2 separate regions of the Gossypium hirsutum genome follow, and region 1 is linked to region 2. Evidence: chromatin contacts called from public Hi-C data. All regions are on one chromosome and are shown on one strand. The core of a region is the stretch at or near the end of the contact, and the rest is flanking DNA. Distances in the headings are between cores, read along the strand shown. Region 1 has its middle 7.3 kb from the start of LOC107957491. Region 2 holds the start of LOC107957495 (threonylcarbamoyladenosine tRNA methylthiotransferase).

The links. Hi-C and Micro-C count contacts between places; a contact is called where the count stands out from the background.
Region 1: a Hi-C map of leaf shows a contact between it and region 2, with 5 times the contacts expected there. The contact joins the enhancer-like site here to the promoter of LOC107957495 in region 2. A contact is called at or near these places in 7 of 34 Hi-C or Micro-C datasets (callus and leaf).

What each region holds. Positions count from the first base shown.
Region 1 is chrA05:31,990,594-31,994,546 of Gossypium_hirsutum_v2.1, forward strand. No RefSeq gene overlaps it. Among protein-coding and RNA genes, the nearest start is that of LOC107957491, 7.3 kb to the right of the region's middle. Within about 2 kb of position 1,703, at least 3 of the 9 cell types and tissues checked have an H3K27ac peak or open chromatin away from gene starts, as enhancers often do. A contact at or near this core is called in leaf, where this site is marked.
Region 2 is chrA05:31,872,470-31,876,109 of Gossypium_hirsutum_v2.1, forward strand. LOC107957495 (threonylcarbamoyladenosine tRNA methylthiotransferase) reads right to left here and starts at 1,732. Exons shown (of 11, transcript XM_016893012.2): 1 at 1,453-1,732; 2 at 1,322-1,360; 3 at 406-497. The coding sequence starts at 1,611. It overlaps LOC107961217 (protein PHOTOSYSTEM I ASSEMBLY 2, chloroplastic), which reads left to right and starts at 2,707. Exons shown (of 4, transcript XM_016897415.2): 1 at 2,707-3,024; 2 at 3,145-3,204; 3 at 3,296-3,342; 4 at 3,432-3,632. The coding sequence starts at 2,896. The coding sequence ends at 3,519.

The DNA.
Region 1 (3,953 bases), core at 453-2,952, 120 kb after region 2:
AAAGTTAATTAACCTTAGAACAAACAAAATTAAGTGGTGCACCTTTTGCACCACAAGAGAAATGACATCCTTAGTTAAATCCTTTTTTTGTTTCTTTTGCAGTGTCATATTCGCAACTTCCCCTTTTTTTTATACCATATTAAAGTTAGGTTTGTTAAGAACGTACTAATTTTAGCCTTTTCATTTTTGACAAATCGCTTTTCAATGTCAAGAATGAATTCTTTAGTCATTTTAATTTTATCAGACATAATGCCCCTTAATGTTTCAATCTATGTAAGGATGTTAGATAAATATAACCAGTGTTGTTTGAACCAGACCGATTGGACCAAAAATCAACCGGGATATTGGTTTGGAGTGTGGCTTTGAACCGGTTAGAATGGGAACCGATATGAACCGACTAAAAATCAGTTGAACCAAGATTTTTTTAAATTTGAAATTTTTAATAATTTTTTAATCAGACCAATTGGACCAGTTGGTCTGGTCGGTTCAACCACCAATCCAATTTTAAAAACATTGGTTATAATAGTAGTTAAATCAGTCGAAACAAACTCATATAAGACTTCAAATTTAAACCAAAATAATTTAAATAAAGGTAAATCTCATATCAAGATATCAGTCACTCTAATAATATTTCATCTTTGGACAAAATATTAATTTGTAAGTGATATCCGATTGTAGTAATCAAACATTAACAACAAGAATATGTTGAACAATAAATTTTCCTTTAGGTCGATTTATTACTCACATACAAAAATCGAATAATGGTCACATTACCACAATTGCATATGAAATTTGATTAAATATTAACTTTTCTTTAAGTGAATCAATATTAACAAAATTTAAATTATATGCACACAATTTTTTATATTTTAAAATAAAATAAGTTACACAATAGGGGTCACAATTTCCATTTGATTTCTGCACTGATGTGCAAGTTGACCTGGTTCGTCACAGTTTCCTTTTTGCTCAAAGTTAGGTAGCACTGACATTGTAATAGCATTAGCATCATGTGAAGCGACAACAATTGTGGAAACATTGGTATCGATAACAACAGCATTAGAAACTTCGGTATGTTCCCAAGAAAAAAGGAGTCACGACACTAAGTATCAAGTCTTTTCTAGATATAATCATTCCAAGCGAACATTCATTATTAGAAAATTGAATTTTTTTTAAGGAAAAGTAAAAACAAAAACTAAGCCTTAAGGAAACGAATCCCCTTCAACAACTTCTATTATAAGAAGAGGAACATGAACAACAACACCCAAAAAAATGCTTAGCAGAAAGAGAAAAAGAGGAAAAGTGAAAAGCTCACTGGGTAAAATTTTAAATCAAGGACTTGAGTTTCTTATATAAACTTGAAAATCCCTTACTCTTTGATGTGGGATAATGTGAAATTTCTTTTGAAATATCTCACATTTCCAAAAAATATGACCTCTAACGAAACCATAATTTTCATAGAGAAGAATTTAGATATTTTTGTGGGGATAGTGATGAATATGGGAACAAAATGAACACAAAAAGATAAATGTGTTCGTAATTTATAACTTCTAAATTAACTTTATAGTTTAGTTGCAGTTGAGAATGATAGACAGGTTTGAAATGCAATCCTTAGATGTATCTAGGATCTACTCAGCAGAGACGACAGAGAGATGATTATATCCCATAGGGAAGGTAATTATGTAGCTGACAGCAAGGCTACCACTTGATCTTCATGTGTTGACTAACTCCCCCCCAAATTGGGAGATGATTATAACGGCATACAATACTCTAGGTTGGTTGGTATCTTCTAAACCTAATTAATTTTGAATTAAAATATTAATTAATTAGATATAAATAGATTTATTTTTTTACTTTAAATAAAAACAAATTGAAATAATTAAAATATAATAATAAAATAAATAAATTTTTTTTAACAAAATAACATGGTAGTTTCAACCACCACATATGTGTTTCAATATGAGTTTTGGGATGGAAAAGTTGAATTGAGTTAAAGAAAAGGGCTTCTGTTTTGTACGAGAGGAACCGAAGAAAATGAATAGCGAAAGCAACAGGGTTGGTGTTGTTTTTGTATTTGTTTGCTTTGGGCTCATAATTTTCAAACCCATTTATTTATTTAAAAAAGTGTTCTACACTTTCCGTGTTTGATTTAACATCATATTAATCCAATCCCCACAAAACCAATACCTTCTTTTCTTCTGAATTTAACAATTTCATACCTTCCCTTTTTTCTAACCAATCAGTTCCATCAATACAATATACAATCGTTGTTGAACGAATAACAATTGAATTAAAAAATCAAACAACAATAAATATTTTTTATTTACTTTAATACTTTAATATGATAATTAAGTTATTTTGGCTCTTTAAATTTGTTTATAATGAAGAAGTTTAGAAGAATTCAACCTTGAGCCAAATTTTCACATATGATAATAAAATTTCTTTTAATTAGTTAAAATAACTCTTGTTAATTAAATGATTATGAAATTCATACATGGATATCTCAAAACATAGACATCAGCCTTGAGAATGATTCAAACATTGCAAAAACATGAATAATTTGTGATAAAATATTTTACCCCCCAAATAAACTTTTACCATCTAAACTACCTATAAATTACAGGTGCAGGAGGCCTGAAGGCAATGCCACCAGCTTAGATTGAATAGATAGTCGCTAAACACAAACAATGGATTGATCTGATTTAGTTTTTTTTTTTTTTTAAGGAGGTTTAACCAAACCCCTTTAAATCCTAGTTTCACTATAAACATAATCTTACTAGCATGTGTGAGGCCTTCAACAAGAACACCGAGCCTTGGTGAAAGACCATTGTTTTGAGGGACCAACAAGCAGTACCACCATATCCCTTTGCTGAAGCATTAGTGCTCCTACTCCACACCAACACAAAACGGATATCCAAACCTTATATGTTATTAGCACATTAATATTGTCTTCAATCAAGGATGGCACCCTCTTGCTAATGAAGTCTAATGATGGCGTGAAATGCAGCCCAACACCTCAGTTCCCTTAGTTGTCCTTAACTTCTTCTCCTATAGGCCCCTACTTTATTTATGGTTAAATTCTGTTATTAGTTCTTTTATTTTATGAAAGTTATGGATTTAATCTTTATACTTTTAATTTGGTTATTTTCAATCTTTATATTTTTTTAAAATTTAAAATTTCGGCCCTCATTAAATGATACCTATTGAATTCATTTTTGTTATTTCTAAAATCTAATGCGTGAAACATATTATCATATGTGTAATGCTATATCAACTTGTTATCTTTACATATTACTCACTAAAAAGTTCAATTAATGAATTAATGATTGTCATTTGCGTTGAGAATAAAATTTCAAGATTTGAAAAGTATGAGAATTTACAATGATCCAACTGGAGAATATGGGTCAAATATACAATTATACGCATAGTACAAGACTTATAGTTAAATTTAATCAAATAAATTTAACTATTGTTTGGGATAGGACTAAAAATTTAATTTTTAAAAAGTATAAGGACTAAAAAAAATTAATTCGAAAATTAAAAAGAAAACAATTAATCAAATTTAGTACAGCCACTAAATTTACAGCTTTTGTAAAAAAAAATACATATTAATAGCAAAATTTAACCTTCATTACATATTTAAAAAAAATTAAATAAGGATTTTCTTTATAACATCATTTAGTTATTTGATTAATACAGTGCTAAACTCTTTGGATGGTAATCATGCTTCAACCACAAAGCTAATCGTTGTTGTATAAGTAAGCTAAACGCTTTGATCATAAAAAGATAAAATAGCAAGACAAAAATTCTTAATTAGACGCTAAGGGTATGTTTTGGTGAGAGTTTAGAGAGGAAGGATTGTATTAAATTATAATTTCACGATTTTTTTATTTTTTATATAATAAATTAAATTTTTTATTTTTATTTTAAGTATTTTTAGTTGGATTTAAATTTTT
Region 2 (3,640 bases), core at 482-2,981:
AGCAACAGTGGATTTATTATCCACAACCAATGGCAACCAGAATTCATCAATCTTTCCCTCCACCATGAATGACCCAAGCAAGCTGAAAAACTTTTCAAAAATTAAGATCTATGACAACCTCAGCAAATTTGGGATTATATGACCTTATTTAAAGCTACTGTTATTTGGGTATATTGATTTTTCACATAGTAAAGTAATACATCCATTCAAATCCTTATGAAACATATAATAGAGGAATATTACTGAGGTTGTGAGAACCCGATGTTTTGATGATTTCATAATTGTTAAAACCATGGTATAAATGTACTTATCTCCGGTACAAAAAGAACATTAAAGAGAACAAGGTAATGACAATCAAGAAAAGGATAATAACAAATTAAATTAATTCAATGGTGCAAGCCTTACGTATTTATTAGCCAAAGGTCTCCCTCCTCAGGATTGTCAGATATTGCATAGCCAAATGCTGAAAGCTGACCCGCCATATATTCACTGTCACTCTGACAAGATGTCAAAGTATCAGATAAACTAAAAGCAAAAATCAAATTGAATTCTAGACTTGGAAAGATGTATGAACATGAGTGAGATGGGCTGCACCTTTATTCTTTTTCACAACAACACGTTAAAACTCAATTACAAGATCAGGTTTGACATGTAATCAATACAACTAGTATCTTTAATATTAAAAGATTTTAAATTAGTATAGATAACACGATATATTACAAAAGCAATTTTTGGTTAGATATAAGGTTTTCTCATATTCAATGACTTTCAAGTGTTAACCTATGTTACCAGGACTAGGGAATGAGTGTCACACACGGGTATGCTTAGTTTTTCTTTAAGTTTTATCACATAATTGGAAGATCAACCTGATATTCGAATATAGGTTGACAAGTGTTGGACTCTAGAACAAGTATTGGATACAAGTATGTATATAGGTATGCTCTTTTATTTTTCTAAGTTTCTTCATATAATTGGAGGATCAACCTCCATACCACATTATTATAGAAAATAAAGTAATAAACTCAAATTCACAAGACATAAGAGCTCAAGGCAGGGTGCCTGCTATTTCAACTATTTAACATCCATGAATTTCAATCATATCTTATGGATAAGCATGTAAGACACAAACTCTTGGTGAATCTAAGTATTTGAGGGAACAAAAAGAAAGAGCTAAAAAGAAGTTAGCATTCAGATATTTACAACAAGACAAAAACGCAGTTCATTGAGTAAACCACAGTTTTTGGGTCTTCTTTTAAGCTCAAAACCACCCATTAAGCTATTTCCTAAAACATTACAAATTAAAAAAAAAAGGAAAACTTGCCTGGTTATGTGAGCATCCAAAAGTCTTGACATAAATAGTCTGCAACAAAGAAATTGAAAAAGAAAAAGAATGAATAACTATTTACAAATTGATAAATGATAAATATAATTATATTAGGAAGTAAGAAGGACCTGAGTGCCAGGGATTTTGGGAGGATCATTCATTTGAGAAACCTTGCTGGGTTTGGCTTTGTTCTTTTTCCTGGGATTAACTCCAACCGCATTCAAAGGTAACCTAAACCCAGGAGGAGCTCCGCCGCTGCCGACCAACAAATCTTCTATGTCTTCCATTTCCTTGGATCGTCCCTTTCGACTTCAGAGGCCGCTGCACTGCAAAGTGCAGGATAGAAAAAAAGCAAACCAGACCCTGTTCTGCCAAAAAGTGAGCTTTGGGTTCACTAATCGGGCTTTTGCTTCACTTTAATTCATTCCAAAACTATAATAAAGACAGAACTTGCTGGGCTTTTGTTTTCTGATGTGAACTAGAAGCTCAAAACAGCCCAAGTTTTCTGGTCCCTAATAAAGCATACCAGTAAAAAGAAACACTCCCGATTTTTAAATTGAGCAAATTCGTCCCTACAAAAAAAACTGGAGTAATTTAATACCTTTCAATTTTGAAAGTGAGAAATTGAGGAAAATTAATCACAGTATTAATGGCTTTCATAAATTTTGTATATTTTTTATTGGTATACTAACAAATTTAGCCTTCAATCTTTACATATTTTGTTAATTTGATTTTGATTCTAAAAAAATCAACAAATTTAGCCTCAACATTTACACATTTATAGAAATATTGTGGGCTAAATTTATTAAATCTTGACCAAATTGATAGAATGTGTAAATTATGAGAGCCAAATTTGTTATTATATTAGTCAAATTTATGTAAATTTGATGAAAAATATTAACAATGTGATTAATTATTCTTAATTGCTCAATTTTGAAATCGATAATGATTAAACTGCTCTGTTTTTTTAAAAAAAACAAATTTACTCAATATTAAAATTTAGAGAGACTGAAGAAGTGTGTTAACCCATATATACGATGAAGGTTTTGAAAAAATAAAGGGTTAATGCAAATTTTGACTGCAATTAGATTTATTTTGGTTTTTTAGTCTATTTTAGTACATGAATTTATTAATTAGGTTTTATTTTGGTCATTCAAATTAGAAAAGTGTAAAAGTCTATTTTAATTTATTTATCATTAGGTTTGTTATTTTTAAGTAATGTCATGATATAATCTCAAAATATTATATTATCAAACTTATACATATTTTTCCAATTTAATGGTTAAATTTAAATACTAAAATAGAAAAAAAAAGATACAAATACTAAAATGGAGGAAAAAATTATATTAACCAAAAAGATATAAGGTCTAGGGTGCAATGGATTTGAGTGATAGAGAGCGGGAGATATAATGTAGGGTAGGCAAGCCAAGTGGCCTTCGTATATAATAAGTGATGGCATCCTTTATCCAGTTCTCTTCAGCCTCAATTAAAAATAAATATTTTGTGGTGCTACTTTCTTTATTTGTTTACGAGTTAATAGGTTCAGCACTTCATTCCACTCTCATCTCACAATGGCAAATCTCTCAGCTTTACCTCATCTTCCTCAATACACTCCTGGGATGCTAATTAATGGAAATAAGCAGCTAATTAAATCCAGAGCTTTCCCTGTCTTTGCTGCAAAATCTGGTCCCTTAAACTCGGTAATTAAACTCTCTTTCTCCTCTTCTAATTGATAAGCTTATTTACTGAATATAAGATAATGTAATATATGATTTATTAGTATACATTAAAATCATTCACACTATATATACATATTTCAGATCTTGAAAAGATGCCAGAAATGTGGAGGCAAAGGAGCTATAGAGTGTCCTGGATGTAAGGTGTTGTACTTTCTTAAGACTCGAGAAAAAATGTCACAAGAAAATCAAGTATTCTTTTAGCTAATACATATCAATTTTATTGGGTTTACAGGGAACAGGAAAAAACAAAAAGAATGGCAACATCTTCGAGAGATGGAAGTGAGTTATATATATATATATATATGGTTTAAGAATAAATGTATATAGAGATAAATTTGATTCTTATAAAAGAAAATCAATTGTTTCAGATGCTTTGATTGCCAAGGATTTGGGCTGAAAAGTTGTCCTAATTGTGGGCAAGGAGGGCTGACACCTGAGCAAAGAGGAGAAAGATAGTTTGAGATTTTCATCCAACATATTGTATCTAATCATAATCTCAAACCTTTCCCACTCACTTTTCTTCTTATTTTTATTTTAATCTTCCTAAGTCTCCCACACTCATCATTAAATTATAGTC